Linked DNA regions of Mus musculus: region 1 is linked to region 2. The links are chromatin contacts, called in public promoter capture Hi-C maps. All regions are on one chromosome and are shown on one strand. Each heading gives the region's core, a stretch centred on a gene start, on an enhancer-like site or on the middle of the called end of the contact. The rest is flanking DNA. Distances are from core to core; before and after follow the strand shown. Region 1 holds the start of Etv2 (ets variant 2). Region 2 holds the start of Ffar2 (free fatty acid receptor 2).

Region 1 (6,290 bases), core at 584-3,083, 190 kb after region 2:
ACCTTTAAATAGGGTCTCACTTTGTAAGCCCTGCTAGCCTGGAACTTACTATGTACACCAGACTGGCATTGAAATCCCAGAGATCTGCCTTCCTCTGCCTACTTAGTGCCGGAGTTAAAGGCATACACTACCATGTCTGGAAATAAAAATGCTTTTAATATTGAGTACGTACTCATTTATAGTAAGTATTTTTTGTTGGATTGGTGTGATTCTGGGTTTTTGTTTTGTTTTGTTTTGTTTTGTTTGAGACAGGGTTCCTCTTTATAGCCCTGGTTGTCCTGGAACTCACTCTGTGCTGACCTCTAACTCAGAGATCCACCTACCTCTGCCTCCCAGTTACTGGGATTAAAGGTGTATGCTAGCACTGTCCAGCCAGTAAGTAAATTTTTAGTATTAAAATGGCCTCAAATATATTTTCATATTAATATTTACTTATTAATATTTACTAAGCAAGTACTTAGAAAAAATGAACACAGCATTGTCTGAGGCCAAGTTACTGAAGCCAAGGTTCGACAAGACTTAGCAAATTAAAACAAAACAAAGAACCAAAATAACAGGATGCCTAGTTACTAAGTTTTAGTTTAACAAGCAAATACTTTTTGGTGTCGCTATATCCCAAATATTGTTTGCATACTTTTGCACATTATGCATGTGATTCTTTTCTGAATCAGTTGAAGTAAGCTTCAAACAAAACTCTTCATTTCTAAATGACTCCATTTTCTAACCTATCACTGCACACATAAAATTATTTCATGCAATAACTCACATTCAGTTCATACTCGAAATTCTCCAATGGTTCGGGACTGCTATAGCCCAGAAAGCCCAGACAGAAAAAGAAATGGGAGAAAACATGCCTCAATTTCCCCCTCCATAAATTCCCCCCTTATGAAGATTAAATGAAGGCCCGTTGTCACGACTTCTCGGACCCAGAAGACCCTCATTTAACGTCAGTGGTTACTATTATTATCGTCCATAACGATGTTATTTTGATTATGGTTGCCATTATTCGGTAGTAGCTCCAGGACACCCTCCCTGTGCCTGGTAAGGGATTCGGGGTTGGATTCTCCTCCACCCCACCCTGATCTGGCTGTCTGTCACCCTGCCGATTGTGACGTAGGCTGATGCTAGGGAAAGGGGGCATCTGGCCGGAAATCCCTCTTCCTGTTGCAGATAAGCCCAGAGCTGCCCAGCTGACCCCAGACCCTCCTCCCCCACCACTTTTCATGTCACACCACCAAATCCTCAAGATGGGGAACCTGTCCAAGCCCCTCACCCCATCCCCACTACCCCGTAAGCACCCCTTAGACCTCAGCACCCCCATTCCTGCCCTGCCCCTGCTCCCCAAGTTCTTTTCCAAGCCCAATTCGTCCCCGAAAAGGGACCGTTCCAGGGACCCGTGCGCATCCCTAAAGCAGGGGGTGCAGCTTGACCACGCCCCCATCCCTGCAACTTGACCCAGGCTGCGACCCCCAGCTCTGACGTCTCGGAAAATTCCCCCTCCCCTATCAGGCCCCCCGGGAAGGGTGCATGGTATGAAATGGGGCTGAAACCCCCCTGGCTAGGAGAGAAGGAACCTGCCAGAGGTGAGCCACGAACTGGGGACTGAATGCCTGGGTGTCTGAACTAGGAAGGACAGGGGAACACCAAGATGCAGGGAACCTGGATTTAAGCGTCTAAGAGAGGGTGAAGGAACTGGAAACCAATATTCCTTTTCCTGGGGAAGGAGGTTGCAGACGTCTACTCTGGGTCTGAGGGAAACAAGGGTTGCAGATTCTTGGGTCCCTAAATGTCACCATCTTGTCCATTACCCTTAGAACTTTCCTTTCTCAACCAGAACCGTCAGAACAAGCATCCATGGACCTGTGGAACTGGGATGAGGCGTCACTGCAGGAAGTGCCTCCTGGGGACAAGCTGACAGGACTGGGTAAGCTGCTGTGGCTTGGGACAAAGTGTATGCAAGGCTCCAAGGATGCGGGCCCCTTGACACCTAGCCGGGACTTAACATCCTTGTTGCCTGCAGAAGGAGCGGAATTTGGTTTCTATTTCCCTGAAGTGGCTCTACAAGAGGACACACCGATCACACCAATGAACGTAGAAGGCTGCTGGAAAGGTGGTTGCTGGGCTTGAACCCCTGTGTGCTGGGGGGGAGGGAGGGGGAGGAATGGGAGATCCTGGGCTTTTTAGAAGGAGCGAGGGTGCTGAGCGGGAAGGAAGTAACATGTTTGGAATCGAAATTGAAGGAGGTGTGAGTGGATGGCTGAGGTCCCTAAGTCATTGCCCACATCTTTCCTAAACTCAGCTCTCTTGTCCAACATAGGGTTCCCAGAGCTGGACTGGAACCCCGCTTTACCTCACGAAGACGTACCTTTCCAGGCGGGTGAGTGGTAGAAAATGGAGATGGAAAGAGAGGAACTAGGGTCCTGACACACTAGAGCTGAGTTCAGACCCCCTAGTATACAAGAGGACCAGAACTAAGACTGGGGACAGCTACATTTTCAAGGCCATATGAGGCGCCAAAACTCCCCTAAAATTCCCAAGGGTGCGGGAGACCAGGACTCCTGGGCTTCCCTTGTTTAAGGTCTGTCTTCCTCGCAGAGCCCGTTGCTCACCCCCTTCCGTGGTCGCGAGACTGGACAGACCTGGGATGCAACACCTCGGACCCGTGGAGCTGTGCTTCACAGACGCCAGGCCCTGCCCCTCCTGGCACGAGCCCCTCCCCCTTCGTCGGCTTTGAAGGGGCGACCGGCCAGAATCCTGCCACCTCGGCAGGAGGGGTCCCCTCGTGGTCGCACCCTCCAGCTGCCTGGAGCACTACCAGCTGGGACTGTTCTGTGGGCCCCAGTGGCGCCACCTACTGGGACAATGGCCTGGGCGGGGAAGCGCATGAGGACTATAAAATGTCATGGGGCGGGTCTGCCGGTTCGGACTACACCACCACGTGGAATACTGGGCTGCAGGACTGCAGCATCCCTTTCGAGGGGCACCAGAGTCCAGCATTCACCACGCCCTCCAAATCGAACAAGCAGTCTGATAGAGCCACATTGACTCGCTACTCCAAAACTAACCACCGAGGTAAGAGGCTGCAAACTGCAGAAGAGGTAAAGCAAAACGGATTAGGACTGGGCCTGGATACCTTGGGGGAGGGGTCTGGGTAACTAAAGGAGGAGGGATCCGGGAAACAGGCAACTAGAGGACAGGGGTTTTGTATCAGAAGAGGGAACGGGTGAGAGGACGGAACTGACTTTCTAGGGACCAACATTTTAAAAGGCCCCTAGGTTATGTGAGAGGAAAGAAGAGCATTCGGACTCCTGGGTCTTCGAGGTGGGGAGGCTAATGTGGCTCAAGCTGTCAGGAGTTCCTGAAACTGGTTCTTGGGTCTCTACTATGGAGGGATCCAAACTCACAGACTCCCGATGAGGAACAGAGCTGGACTCCTGGGTCCTAAATCGCGAGAACCTGAACCTTTTGGCCTTCAAAGTGAAGGCTCCCCGACTCTTAGGTTCGTCGCAGTGTTTTGGGTCTGAGAAGCCTGGCGTTCACCTCTCTCTCTCTCTCTCTCTCTCTCTCTCTCTCTCTCTGTCAGGTCCCATTCAGCTGTGGCAATTCCTCCTGGAGCTGCTCCACGACGGGGCTCGCAGCAGCTGCATCCGCTGGACGGGCAATAGCCGCGAGTTCCAGCTGTGCGACCCCAAAGAGGTGAGACAGCTCCCCTTGCTGGGCAAGCCCAACTTACCTAGTTCCCAGCCCCGCCTCCACCCACTCACAACCCCCCACGCCCATCAGGACTGAGACCCGCCCCGCCCATAGCAGCTAAGACCCTGGTCCCTCTAACCTCAAGATTGTTTCCTAGGTGGCCCGGCTGTGGGGCGAGCGCAAGAGGAAGCCGGGAATGAATTATGAGAAACTGAGTCGAGGTCTACGTTATTATTACCGCCGCGACATCGTGCTCAAGAGTGGTGGGCGCAAGTACACATACCGCTTCGGGGGACGTGTGCCTGTCCTCGCCTATCAGGATGATATGGGGCATCTGCCAGGTGCAGAAGGCCAATAAAACAAAAAACAAAAACAACCCTGTCGAACCTGCGTGTCTGGTGTCTGTTTCTTTTTCACTGATACCTACTCGACCTGTCAAGGGAGCCTAAATGTGCACCCCGACATTTCATGCTCCAGCCATATTGAGGTATCCGGACCCCTGTCTGTTTTTGATCGAGTGTTTCCCTCCCGTGGTCCCTAGACTGAACGTCATAGCTCCTTAGTCCTTAGTTTCAAGACGACCATCAAGGCCATTTCACTATGAGTGATGATGCAGGTCACTAATTTCACAGCATTCAGGAGACTGAGGCAAGAGAATCGTAAAATTAGGGGCTCCAGACCTACCAGAACTACAAACTAGTCCTTAGTTCTAAGAGGACCCAGGAGGGAGGACCAGACCCGCCCCCTTCCAATAGGAACCTGTAAACTACAAAGCCCTTGCTCCCTCCCTGCCAGTTTTCCCCAGCCCTTCCTTGCCTTAGGAATCTAGGTCCCACCACTTCCCACTGCCTTTGCTCTCTCTGCATCTTCTGCACCTCTCACCTTGGTTAGTTTGAGGTAAGTAGTCTGTAGGGTTTATTGTGTGCCAGTAGGAACTTTTTAAAGAAATTGGACTTCTTTAAAGATTTGTATATTTTATACATGTGACTACACAGTCACTGTCATCCCTCTTTTCAGACACACCAGTAGAGGGCATCAGATCCCATTACAGATGGTTGTGAGCCACCATTGTGGTTGCAGGGAATTGAACTCAGGACCACTGGAAGAGGTCCAGTGCTCTTAAGTGCTAAGCCATCTCTCCAGCCCCAAAACTGACAATAGTTTATCCTCTGAAATTTATCTAAGAGTTTAATCCCTGAAGTTTTATGTTAAATATATTAAGAGCATAGAAAGTGAATCTGTGGCAGAGATGGTGGCCTGTTTGGAAATAATTAGATGATTAAGAAGAAGTCCCCATGGTTGCATTCTGATGTTTTATAACTAGAGCTAGAGACACACAAGGGTGTTTCAGTCTCATACTATGTGATATCTCAAGATGACCAGCAAGAAGGTCATTTCACTGTGAGTGGTGACTCAGGCTGCTAATTTCATAGCATTTGGGAGACTGAGACAGGAGGATTGTAAATTTAGGGCCCCCAGACCTGCCTGAGCTATCTAGCAAGACATTGTTTTTTATTTAAACAAAACAAAACAAACAAAACTCCATGGAGCTGGAGAAATAGCTCTTTGGTTAAGAGCACTGACTGTTTTTCCAGAGGATGCTGTTCTCACAAGGCAGCTCACAACTGTCTGTAACTGCACGTCTAGGGGGACAGCTTCAGATATACATGCAGACAAAACACCAATCCACATAAAATAAAATAAAAAAATTTAACAACCCATAAAGTAGTGAAATGACATAATCATTTGGACCCTGCTCGGAGCCACAGTTTTATAGCTAGGATCTTATTGCTCCAGACCACGAGCCAAAAACAAACCTATGCTCCTTATAAAGTATCCCAACTTGAACATTTTATTATAGTAAGAGTGTTATTACAGCTATACAACCCCATCTCGGAAGTTTATCTGCTCTGTCTTCTTGAAGAAAAGAGGCTCACAGCCCGGCATGATGGCGCATGCCTTTGATCCAAGAACTCAGGAGGCAGAGGCGCAACGATCTTTATGAGCTCAAAGCCAGCCTGGTCCACAGAGTGAGTTCCAGGACAGCATGGGTACACAGATAAACCCTGTCTCAAAACAAAACAAAATAGAGAAAGAGGAGGGAGGGAGGGAGGGAGGGAGGGAGGGAGGGAGGGAGGGAGGGAGGGAGGGAGGGAGGGAGGGAAGAAAGTCAAGCTTCAAAAAAGGCTTTGCTGAGCACCTTCTAGTTGTAGAAGAAATCTGAGCAATTAGACCTAATGTACACTTAGAACAACCATGGGCACTCCAAGTTGGAAGGCACAGAATCAGACCTTCAAAAGGCCTACAGGAAGCTTAACCCACTCCAGGAGCCCTCAGAGGGCTGTTACTGTGTAACTCTCCTGTGTGTGATGCTGAAGATACATCACTAACCACAACAGGCATAACCTACATTCACTGCCATCAGAAAGGACGAGCCCATAGTCCTTAGGACCATGATGGAGAAAACCCAGAGGATTATGAGAGCCCAAAAGGAGGAAACTATGTAGCCCAGGAGGAAGAAAGTCTGGGAGTGGGGTGGAGAGAAGAAGTCAGGAGAGCAAAGAATGTTTCCATCAGAAGACAAGACCAAGAGATTT
Region 2 (6,541 bases), core at 2,805-5,304:
GCTAAGTTTAATCCCAGGGAGGCAGATCTCTTGAATCTGAAGCCAGCCTGGTCTACACAGTGAGTTCCAGGACAGCCAGGGCTACACAGAGAAACCCTGTCTTTAAAACCAAGAACCAGATTGTTCATGCCTTTAACTTGAGCACTCAGGAGGCAGAAGAAAGCTGGTCTCTAAGTTCAAGGCCAACCTGGTCTACAGAGTGAAGTCCAGGACAGCTAACGATAAGCAGAAAAAACACTGTCTCAAAAAAAAAAAAAACAAAAACAAAAACAAAACAAAACTGTTGCGGCCGACCAGCAGCTCGCAACGAACGGTTCAAATGAGATGACACTCAGTTATGAAGGAACGGGGAGGGGACCCGATTCCCGCCAAATAATCTCGGAGTCCAGTAGCAGGGTGAGCACGTGTGTGGCTTCAAACAGCAAAGCGGCCCTGTCCAGCAGTGGGCGTGGCAGAACGAATGAGCAGGAAGCTCCACCCCTGAGCAAGCAGGTTTCAGGCTGGGGGAGGGGAGACTACACAAAACAACAAACAAAACAACAACAAAAATTTTTAAAAGAAAGGAAGAAAGAACCAGCACTTGGATTTCTGGGAGCCATCAGTGAGCGCTGTAGAGGGCAGTGTCCTGAGGAAGCAGAGTGGCCAGGTCTCCTCTGAGGAAAGCCTTGTCACCCCAGCACTGGGGCCACTGAGCTAGAAGGCTCAACCTGTTACATAGTAACAGGGAGAGTAGTGTCAGGTTTTTTTTTTGTCATGATTATGACAAGTGCCCTTTGACCTTCCCTTGGATGGACTGTCGAAAGCCCTCTGGCGTGGTTAGTTTTATGTCAACTTAACACAAGCTAGAGTCATTTGGGAAGAGGGGGATCTCAATTGAGAAAATGCCCCCATCAGATTGAATTACAGGCAATTCTACATTTTTTTCAATTAATAATTGTGTGTGGCGCCACCCTTTGGCTGGTGGTTCTGGGTTGGGTAATTAAGCTTATTGAGCAAACTCTGAGGTACCGCTAGTGAGCAACATTCCTCCACAGTGTCTGCTTCAGTTCTTGCCCTGAGTTCCAGGCCTGCCTTCCCTCAATGGTGGACAGTTGAACATAACATGGCATAAGCCCTTTTCTCTCCAACTTGCTTTTGGGCATGGTGTTTTAGCTTTATTAATAGAAACCCTAACTGAGCAACCCGATTCAGAGAAGTATCAAATCCCCCGATGTCATTCTTGGGGACTACCTGTCAGGTATCAGTGTCAGCACAGAGCGTGGGCCGTGAGCAGTAACGGAGATGGTGAGGCTGCCTGACCTGCCTCACAGCCATGCTCACAGGGACCCATGGAGACTTGGGCAGCCAGAGGCTAGCAAGGTTCCTGGTCACGTGGGAAGGATCCGTCTTTGTGAGATTAAGCAAACAAAGAAATGAGTTGATTCAGGGACGTAGCACCCGCGGGTGCTCCTGCTGTTGCTCTGATTCCCGTGGGAACTCTGGCCATGTAGCCGATGGAAGGAAGAGGTGGCCGAGAGAAGGAGGGAGTCGGAGCAGGCAGCGGACGGACGCGGGTTAGGGAGTGTGACATGTGGAACATCCCAGGAACACATGTGATGGCTGGAGCTCCAGCTTCATTTTGGTTGGACCGTGAAGACATGGGCTGCCCTGGGACTCGTCAAGGAACTTTGAAAATCATCCAACTCAAGAGACAGGGTCTTGCTATGTAGCCCAGACCAGCTGCAAACTCGGGATGCTTCAGCCTGCACTCCTGAGTGCTGGGATTACAGGTGTGTGCCATAATGCTTCACATCTACTACCCCCTTCCCAGGCATCTCTGACCCCAGCCCAGGGCAACATCTCTGACCCCATCTTGCCTCCACTGCTTTGACACCTGCCTCTGTGGGCCTGGGCTCATGCCTGGACCAGCACTGAAGCACACAGCAGGTTCACATCCTGCCACCACCTGCTATGTGGGCATTATCGCTTTGATTTTGGAGCCCCAGGCCCCTATATTACACTGTTGTGGATGATTGGATTCCTATATTATGAAATAGTGTCATGTCTCAATTCTGCCCAATTACAGCAGCTAGGGTGCCGCCTAACATGATGATGGGTCTAATTGTGTGTCTCAGAGGCAACGCTGACAGCTGTTTTAGGCCTTGATTTAAATCTCATGCCAGGAAGGACTCCCAGGGCCATAGAACCCGAGGTCCATGCGGCTGTTGGCTCTGGCTTTTGTGCTGAGGGCTTCCTCTGTAAATCCCATGAGCCTGAAAAGTGATGTCTTGCTATAGGTGACACAGTGTTGTCACAGAGGGAAGCATAAGGGGACAGGCAGAAAACAAGGGATTGTTCTGTTTCTCCAGCCTGGCTTTCCAATAAGCTTCTACTTTGAGGTTAAATCTGAGTTTTCATGAATATTTATTTAAAAAATCATGAACACAAAACCACACTAGCAAGGAACAGCAGGTTTCCTCCTTAATTCTCCTGTGCTATGTATGGTGTGAATCTGAAATGTCTCCTGCAGGCTCCTGTTTCTACTGCTGGGTCCCCAGCTGCCTGAGGACTATTTTGAAAGCTATGGAGATTTTAGAAGGTTGGGCCTGGCTAGTATAAGTAGGTTACTAGGGGAAGGCCTTTGGAAGTTTTAAACAACCCACTCTGGTCTGAGGACAGTGAGGGGCTGGGGGCGTGGCTCAGTGGTAGAGCCCCTGCCTAGAATTCCCCCGTGAGGGGGCTGGGGCATGGCTAGAATTCAAATGACTCTAGAACCCATCTCTAATACTAGAAAAAGAAAGACAAAAGGGAGGGACAGAGGGAGAAAGGAAGAATGGGGAAGGAGTGGAGAAGGCAACATGTTCTTGCCCTTGTTTTCTCACGTATATGTTTTGGGGGATTTTTCTTTAATATATATAAGTGTTTTGTCTGCATACAGCATGTATGATCAGTGTAAATGGAGGTCAGAAGAGACCGTCCAATTTCCTGAAACTAGACATTGTGAGCCGCCATGCCGTGTGGATGCTGGGAACTGAACTCAGGTCCTCTGCAAGAGCAACCAATGCTCCTAACCACTGAGACATCTCTCCAGCCCTGTGGAGGCCTTGGGAAGACTGGCTAACTCGTAGGTAACTAAACAGGTCAGAGGAGAGGACATAGAGAAACCAAGGGGTGGGAGAGAAGAGGAGGAGGAAGGGGAGGATGCAGAGCGTGCAGCTCTTCTGAGAGCAGCCACAGGGGACCCCTTACAGAGAGTGAACCTCCCTGCCTGTCATCTGTAGCCTAGCTGGCCTTAGCCTGTAGAGTAGTTAGGATTCAGGCCTATGTATGGCCCCACTCCTAACTTTCACCTTCTAGGAAGGTGTCAGAGGCTTGAGGGAAGCACCAGGGGCCCTGACCCTGATGCCTCATGCCTCCAGCCTCACTGGATGGCCCTGGATGTGCAGTGCAGTTAGGATTCCCATGCTCGCTTGCAGAAGGAAAGGAAAGTTCATAAAATCTGATCTGACCCAAAGTTCCCAGTGCAGAGACTTGGATGGCAGCCCGCAGCAGGCCAACTGTGCACCAAAAAACAAGACACAAGCTAGGGAAAGCCAGTCTGTCTCAACAAGGCCGAAGGAAACTTGGGGTGGACACCAGGAGACCACAAAGAAGTTAGACAAGGGAGGAATCACAGGAAACGGGAAGCCTCGTTCTGAGAATGACATTGACCTTCTAGACATTGCTCTGAAGAAGCCAATCAGAAGACAGAAAAGGAGCTGACAGGGGTAGGGGGTGAGGGTGGGAGCGGGTGGAGAGGCAGGTGGGAGGATAGGAGGGGGGCAGTGTCTCAGGGTTTGGGGGCAGGGAGACAGGAAGTAGGGTCAGAAAAATCTGTCAAAATCGGAATAGAACAGATCTCCAGGGAGAGGACAGAGCCGCAGCACCCCCCCGCCCCCCACCCCCACCCCCCCTTTGGGTTTGAGAGGAAATACTGCTCAGTTACTGACCTGCCTCTTTCTCTCTGGTCATGTGACCCATGCTAGTATAAGATCTTCCCACCAACCAAGTTCCTTATGATTTTTGGCTCCCCCTCCTTTTTCTGTATGAAATTGGCTGCAATAATTGCTAAAACTCCTCTTGCACCAGGAACCCCCAAGAAACATTCTCTCTGAAACCAGGCAAGGCAAGCCAGTGTGGTGTGTGCACGCAGGGGAGAGGATCTGAGGAGCAGCTGTGGGGTGAGGAGGAGGCTGCAGGATGTCTGTCAGAACACAGACCCGGAGGCTGAGGGTGGAGGTGGGTGTAAGGAACCATAGACCTTGAAATGAAAAGGACCGGGAGAGAGTGACTATTCGTTTGTAGCAAGAGTTACTAACCAAGTGGAAACAAAGTCACCTCCTGTAGAGGAGGAGTCCTGGATACAGTCAAAGCACCAAGCTTAAGCCAGCCACCTGTGCTCTCTGGGCTGTGTATCTAAAATTTGGAGGTTGGGGGGGACAAGCCATAGAGCAAGGAACTGGCTACCCTAGCTCCCCGGTTTTGGTAGGTTCCACAGCACTGGACCAGAGGAGAACCAGGTAGAAGAAACCCCTGAACTTGCCCAAGGAGGTAAGCTGACAGGTTGGGAGGCTGGGGAGGTGGCAGGGGGTGGGCACCTGAAGCTGAGGAGAGCGAGGGTTAGCAGGGTTGGTTTGCCTTCTGGAAGTTTCCTTTTTCTCCCGAGACACACACCTACCTGATCTTTCCCAGCTTCTATGGCTGCCTTCCCCTCTCTCCCACCAGGCTTTAGCCCCCAGCCACAGTCAGCAGCAAGAAAGGGAACCGATCACAGCTACTTCCTATTACCTGTGAGGCTACAGAGGAAAGGGGCCCTAGAAAGCAGAGGGGAAATTCCCGTGGGAAGTCAACTTGGTCTCCCCCAGAGACACAGGATGGCAAACGTAATAACTGCAGCTTAATATCCCGCCCAAGGCTAAGTCAATAATTGCTCTGGGCAGTTCTGGCAGGTGGCTTGAGCAAGCGGTGGTGAAGAGCAGACAGCTTTGGACTGAGGACAGGAGAGAACCAGAGAGGATGTGAGCAGTCAGAACTCTCCGGAAAGAGGGTCTGCAGGCTGTGTGCACTGCAGGTGGGGAGCTCTTGACCCTACACCTTTCCCCCCATCTTCCAGAATGACCCCAGACTGGCACAGTTCCTTGATCCTCACGGCCTACATCCTCATCTTTCTTACTGGGCTCCCTGCCAACCTGCTGGCCCTGCGGGCCTTCATGGGCCGGGTTCGCCAGCCTCAGCCTGCCCCTGTGCACATCCTCCTGCTTAATCTGACCCTGGCGGACTTGCTCCTGTTGCTGCTGCTGCCCTTCCGGATCGTGGAAGCAGCATCCAACTTCCGCTGGTACCTACCAAAGATCGTGTGCGCGCTGACAGGCTTCGGCTTCTACAGCAGCATCTACTGCAGCACGTGGCTGCTGGCGGGCATCAGCATGGAACGCTACCTGGGAGTGGCCTTCCCGGTGCAGTACAAGTTATCCCGCCGGCCACTGTATGGAGTGATCGCTGCTCTGGTGGCCTGGATCATGTCCTTTGGCCACTGCACCATCGTCATCATCGTTCAGTACCTGAACTCAACTGAGCAGGTGGGCACTGAGAACCAAATAACCTGCTACGAGAACTTCACCCAAGAGCAGCTGGATGTGGTACTGCCCGTACGACTGGAGCTGTGCCTGGTCCTGTTTTTCGTTCCCATGGCAGTCACCATCTTCTGTTATTGGCGCTTCGTGTGGATCATGCTCACGCAGCCCCACGTTGGGGCTCAGAGGCGACGCCGGGCAGTGGGCCTGGCTGTTGTGACGCTTCTTAATTTCCTGGTGTGCTTTGGACCCTACAACATGTCCCACCTGGTGGGGTTCTACCTGAGGCAGAGCCCCTCGTGGCGGGTGGAGGCTGTGGTGTTCAGTTCCCTCAATGCCAGCCTGGATCCATTATTGTTCTACTTCTCCTCCTCCGTGGTGCGCAGAGCTTTTGGGAAAGGTTTGCTACTGATCCGCAATCCTGCCTCCTCTATGCTGGGCAGGGGAGCCAAAGAGACAGTGGAGGGGACCAAGATGGACAGGGGTGGAAGTCAAGCAGAAGGGGTACAGAGTTCTGAATTTGTCACCGAGTAGAGAGTCCCCCGGATCTTCCCGAGCATTTGGGTCACCCAGAAGTTGGTCTGGTTAGCAGAGCTCCTGAGACTTGGTAAAAGATAAAAGATTAAGAAAGAAAGAAAGAAAGAAAGAAAGAAAGAAAGAAAGAAAGAAAGAAAGAAAGAAAGAAAGAAAGACACCTCCACCCATCTGCCACTGCCCTCTCAGCTCAGCAGAACCACTTGACTGAATTTTCCTGCCCAGAGAAGCATAGCTCCAGGATACAAGAAGGAATGGCTACACCCTTACACTGTATTTTCACAGTGGGGTCAGGGGCTCAGAAGCAAGGTGACTAATAGGGGTGCAGTAATAAAAGTAATTTTTTTCCTCGAGCTTGGAAATGCCACCTAGAGACAGTGATCTGGCTGGTGATGCTGGAAAGAAGCCAATGGAAA

What was found. Capture Hi-C pulls out chosen DNA fragments and counts their contacts.
Region 1: a contact with region 2 is called in a promoter capture Hi-C map of adipose tissue. The contact joins the promoter of Etv2 here to the promoter of Ffar2 in region 2. A contact is called at or near these places in 8 of 39 promoter capture datasets (the C10 cell line, the HPC-7 cell line, cranial neural crest and 5 more), 6 of 115 datasets of contacts at active chromatin or transcription factors (bone marrow-derived macrophages, double positive thymocytes, embryonic limb bud and 1 more) and 3 of 9 other capture datasets (adipose tissue, liver and pancreatic islet).

The regions. Positions count from the first base shown.
Region 1 is chr7:30,631,395-30,637,684 of GRCm38.p6, reverse strand. Etv2 (ets variant 2) reads left to right here and starts at 1,833. Exons shown (of 6, transcript NM_007959.2): 1 at 1,833-1,924; 2 at 2,024-2,110; 3 at 2,318-2,377; 4 at 2,596-3,072; 5 at 3,584-3,696; 6 at 3,851-4,069. The coding sequence starts at 1,855. The coding sequence ends at 4,051.
Region 2 is chr7:30,818,705-30,825,245 of GRCm38.p6, reverse strand. Ffar2 (free fatty acid receptor 2) reads left to right here and starts at 4,054. Exons shown (of 3, transcript NM_001168510.1): 1 at 4,054-4,139; 2 at 4,508-4,569; 3 at 5,132-6,541. The coding sequence starts at 5,133. The coding sequence ends at 6,125. Gm32236 (a long non-coding RNA gene) reads right to left here and starts at 4,825. Exons shown (of 3, transcript XR_881940.2): 1 at 4,697-4,825.